2 separate regions of the Arachis hypogaea genome follow, and region 2 is linked to region 1. A link is a contact called in public Hi-C data. All regions are on one chromosome and are shown on one strand. The core of a region is the stretch at or near the end of the contact, and the rest is flanking DNA. Distances in the headings are between cores, read along the strand shown. Region 1 holds the start of LOC112783255. Region 2 holds the start of LOC112785644.

Region 1 (2,700 bases), core at 63-2,562:
AGACCCGTTCAGCCACCTCACCCGGCTCACCATCGTCGCAGGAGACAACCGTCACAGTGCGCCACCCACAACAGCCCAGAAGCACCTCCATCGAAGATTGAAGTCGCCTACTGCTCGTCGCCTACTGCTCGTCGCCTACTGCTCGTCGCCTCCTGCTCGTCAGTCGTCGCCTCCGGTCTCCCTCAGTCCCTCTTCTCTGCTCATCGCCTCTTGCTCGTCAGTCGTCGCCTTCGGTCTCCCTCAGTCCCTCTTCTGATCTTCTCTGTTCGTTGCCTCCTGCTCGTCAGTCGTCGCCTCCGGCCTCCCTCAGTCTCGCTTCTGATCTTCTCTGCTCATCGCCTCCTGCTCGTCAACTGTCTTCTCTGCTCGTCCCTCCTGGTATGTATTTTTAAGTTTTTATTTTTTTAAGTTATTCTAGATTGTTGATTAATGATTAGTGATTATGTATGTTGATTTCTGTTTGATTTCTGTTAGAATTTAGATTGTTGATTATTCTATTTGATTTCTGTTTGATTTTGATCTTTCTTGGTTGTTGATTTATGTTTGATTTCTGTTCAGTTTGTTGAATATCTATTGTTGTTAGATTGTTGATTAGTCATTTAGTCATTTAGTCCTGGTTGATTAGGAATTTAGGATGGCTTCATCAAATACACCATCAGAAACACTAACTTCTTAGGAACAAAGATCAACTCCTGATCCAACAATTAGAACCCAAAAAAATAATAACAGAGGAACAAATGATCCTGCATGGGGCCATTGTAAACAAGTGGGACCGGATTAACCGGTTCAACCCGTGACCCACCGGTTGAACCAGTGATCCAGTGACCCAGTAGTCTGACCGGTTCGATCACCGGTTCAGTTCTAACAACTATGACTTGAAGTATTGGAATCTCTCAATTTTGGGTTGATTTGATCTAATTTCATAAATTAATCATGTTAATGGTTAATTAAGACTCCTAAATGTGTGTTGGGGTGTCACTTAACGTGTCAAATTTTGACACCATCAACAAATAAAGTGACGGAAGGACTAATATGATTAATTTAAAATCTTTAAAAGATGAATTTGATCAAAAAATTATTCGGAATCCAATTTAAAAACCGAATGATCTTTTAGAAACTAATTTAACCATTTACTCGTTATTTTACATGTGTTTCATTTCATATCATTTTCTTGAAGGACTATTAGGATAAAATATTTTTTGCGTGGTAATTTTTTTTGGACTGGGCGTTGTAATGTTCACATATCACAATAGTTTAAGGCATTGCCATCTTGGACCTGTATTGGGCCAATGAGTCAAACCCGACCCAGTTGTATCACGACCGGCATTATACTTGGCCTTTTTCTTTTTGTCTTGTACTCTTTATGTTAGCATCGGACCCCAATCCAATAGATCAAGAGAAATTGATCTTCTGTAAATTAGGGTTTCCGCTTTTCAGTTTGTTCTCCCATTCCACAGACCACAACGAAGAAGAACGAGGGAGTCAACGAGAGGATGAGGAAGAGGAAGAATTATTCCGTCAACCTGAAATCTGATAAAAGCCACTACAACCCTGCTCTCATAAGTATGCCACTTCTCAATCTTGAATTTTATATTGTAACAGAGGATGAAGCAGTGTGATTTAGGTGTTGTTTGTTTGTTCAGAGAAGCAAAAAGAATTCTATAAGAATGCCAAGAATGTAAAGAAGTTTAAGAAGATGTTAAAGCATCAAACGGAGCAAAGCGATCGTTTCTCGACACAGAAACTGATGATTGAGGTTCTTCGATATATCATAACTGTTATAGGTCAAGATTCTAATAGTTGAATCCATTAATTTCAATTTTCTATTTGATGGTGCAGAATAGCAGTGCTGAGATGAAAGAGGATAAGTGCGATAGTGAGAGGAGGCGGAAGAAAAAGTATTGTTTGGAAGAATTGTACAGGAAGAAGCATGAAGAGAAAGAGAGAGAAAGAATGGAAAGAGAAGCAGCCATGATGGCAAAGAAGGAAGAGAGAGAAGAAGCCCAAGCCAGGAGAAAAGCTCTGCGTGACAAAATGCTTAAGAAGACCAGAAAAGGGCAGCCTCTTATGAAATACAGAATTGAACATCTTCTGAGTACTATTCAAGCCTCATCTCAAATTTAATCATCCTAATCCTCTTGATTCAACTTATGCAATAGCAATAGTTGTTGATTGTGCATGTTTAAAATCGTTGTTAATCATAACAATTTTGTACTCAAATTGTTCCCGGTATCCTGCTCTCAGCCTTTCACCCTTGTAAACATTGTTTTATCCAAAGTTAACTCTATTGATGCCATGAAATATTTACTCAAAATTAGATAGAAAATCGGACAAACTTGAGATTTAGAAGCTTTCAAGTTACATGTAAAATAAATTGAACTTTGTTCATAATATTATACTTTCTAAAAATCTAAGGATTAAAATGGTGTTTTTTCTATTGTGAGACCTATTTAGAAGAGTAAGAACATGAAATTTTTTTAAAATGAAACAATGGGATTAGAGAGTGCCTAGAAACTGATTAAGGTTCATGTAAATCAATGGCGTTAGGGATGTCAACGGGGCAGGGCGGGGGATGCCTCCCTGCTCCCCATCTCCGTCCCCGTTCTTCGCCGCCGGAGAATATTGTTCTCTTGGGTCCCATTTCCTGCCTCTCTGATAGTTATGACTAATTATTAATTTCTATAGGAATAGAGCTGAAAG
Region 2 (2,700 bases), core at 170-2,669, 220 kb before region 1:
AAAAATGTTCTATTTTTATTCTTTTTTATTTCAAGAAAATTATTAAACTAATAATAAGGAGACATAGTCATACAAAAATAGAACAAATGAATTGTATTTAATCTAGCATTGTAATTTTCTTTTATATTTTTTTATTATTTTCTGTTAGCTAGTCTTGTCTAATTTTTTTATGTTTTTTTATATATTTAGTTATTTACTTAATTTATTATTATTTGTTAATTAAGTTTATGTTATTATATGTTAGTTTGTATATTTAGTTTTTTTATTAGTTAACTATTTAATTACAATTTTATATTATTTATACTACAATGTTAGTATTATTGTTCTGAATTTTAATATCTTATTTTGAATTGAAATATAATTTTTATATTTTATAAAGATTTAGATTGTAATTTATACTTTTTACTAAATATATTTTTAATTATAGGAACTTATTTGGCCATTTGAATTATGAGTAAGTTCAAAACCATTGATACATTTTTTAAAAGAAAAGATCAAGAGAATGAAGATGCTTCTACTCTTACTACTCCAATACTTGAGGGGTCATCAAATTTCATTACTTCAAGTTCTCCATTGAATAGCTCAAAGCGTCCACAACTTCTTCCAAATCAACTGGATGTTTTTCGTTTGGAAAGAGATCCTGGAATGCGACCAATGATTTGGAAGTTTCCTCCAAATAAAAGAGATAAAATCCATCGGGCTTATATTAAAGTTGGGCCAAATCAACCAATTCTTGATAATTATCCATTTTCTGGTGATAAAACTCATCGTCGCTTTCAAGCTTCATGGTTTAAATTGTTCCAATCTTGGTTAGAATATTCTATAGAAGATGATGCTATATATTGTTTTCCATGCTTTCTTTTTGCTAAGGAACCTTCAATCAATACGGGTTCAAATACTTTTATTGAGAATGGTTTCAGGAGTTGGAAGAAAGTAAATAGTGAAAAAGAATGTGCTCTTTTGAATCACATTGGCAAAGGTCCCAACTCATTCCATCATAAGGCGCTGAAATCATGTGATGATTTGATGAAACAATCACAACATATCGACAGACTTCTTCATAAGCAAACATCAGAAGAGATTGAAAAGAATCGAATTCGATTAGGAGCATCTATATATTGCATTAGATGGTTGACATTTCAAGGTTGCGCATACAGAGGACATGATGAAAGCCAAAGTTCAAGCAACAGAGGTAACTTTTTGGAAATGTTGAAATTTTTGGGATCTTACAATGAAAGAGTGAAAAAGAATGTTTTGGAAAATGCTCCAAAAAATGCTAAATATACTTCAAATGATGTCCAAAAAAAATTCTACATATTCTTGCTACTAAGGTGAGAAATTCAATTAGAGAAGAGATTGGAGATGCCAAATTTTGTATTATTGTTGATGAAGCTAGAAATGAATCTAAAAAGGAGAAAATGGCCATTGTTTTAAGATTTGTTACTCTAGATGGTTTTGTTAAAGAGAGATTCTTTGATCTTGTACATGTCACTAATACTTGTGCAACAACTTTAAAGAAAGAATTGATTTCTGTCCTTTCTCATTATAATATCCAAGTTGAAAATATTAGGGATCAAGGGTATGATAGTACTAGCAACATGCGGGGTGAGTGGAATGGTTTGCAAGCTTTGTTTCTTAAAGATTTTCCACAAGCATACTATGTACATTGTTTTGCTCATAGGTTACAATTAGCATTGGTGGCAGCTTCAAGAGAGGTACTTCAAATTCATGAATTTTTTACTCAATTAAACTCTATTGTCACTATTGTTAGTGCTTCTTCAAAAAGACATGATCAATTACAAGAAGTTCAAGCAATTGAAAATGCAAACTTGGTTGCTCAAAATGAATTAAAAACAGGCAAAAGTGCGAATCAAATAAGCACTTTACAAAGAGCTGGAGATACTCGATGGAGCTCTCACTTTAATTCTATTTGCAGTTACTGCTACCAACATTGTTCTCAATAATATCATTGAAGACGGGACAACTTATGCACAAAGAGGTGAGGCTTATGGTGTTAGTAAAATATTATTGTCATTAGAATTTGTTTTCACTTTGCACTTGATGAAAGAGATTATAGGAATCACTAATGTTCTTTGCCAAGCACTGCAACAACAATCTCAAGATATTCTTAATGCAATCATATTGTTTCTACATGAAAGTTACTTCTTCAACAATTAAGAGATGGTGGATGGTGCAATTTTCTTGCAAATGTTAAAGATTTTTGTGAAAAGCATGAAATTGAAATCCCTAATATGAGTGCACAATATTTTTTTGGAAGAGGTCGATCTCGTCAACCAAGTATGACAGTTGAGCATCATTATCGAATAGATGTATTCTTGGCAACAATTGACTCTCAAATACAAGAGTTGAATAGTAGATTTAATGAGCAAACAATAGAGCTTTTGACTTTGAGTTGTGCTTTGGATCCTAATGACAATTTCAAATCATTTAATATTGAAGAAATTAGCAAGTTAGCAGAGAAATTTTATCCCCTTGACTTTCCTTATAATGAGCTAAATATTTTGAAATCTCAGTTGCAACATTATCAGCATAATATACCAAATCATTTGAAAGGCATTGGTACACTTTCTGAATTGTACAACAAAAAGAGCTTTTTCAGCAATGAAAATTGTTAAGACAAGACTCCGAAATAAGATGGCTGATAAATTTCTTGCAGACAATTTGGTCATCTATATAGAA

Evidence for each region. A called contact is a pair of places that touch in the nucleus more often than the background predicts.
Region 2: a contact with region 1 is called in a Hi-C map of leaf, with 4 times the contacts expected there. The contact joins the promoter of LOC112785644 here to the promoter of LOC112783255 in region 1. A contact is called at or near these places in 4 of 8 Hi-C or Micro-C datasets (all in leaf).

Annotation. Positions count from the first base shown.
Region 1 is chr20:25,662,554-25,665,253 of arahy.Tifrunner.gnm2.J5K5, reverse strand. It overlaps LOC112783255, which reads left to right and starts at 1,312. Exons shown (of 4, transcript XM_025826110.3): 1 at 1,312-1,563; 2 at 1,644-1,756; 3 at 1,840-2,095. The coding sequence starts at 1,494.
Region 2 is chr20:25,878,026-25,880,725 of arahy.Tifrunner.gnm2.J5K5, reverse strand. LOC112785644 reads left to right here and starts at 1,419. Exons shown (of 2, transcript XM_025829094.1): 1 at 1,419-1,715; 2 at 2,160-2,636. The coding sequence starts at 1,419. The coding sequence ends at 2,636.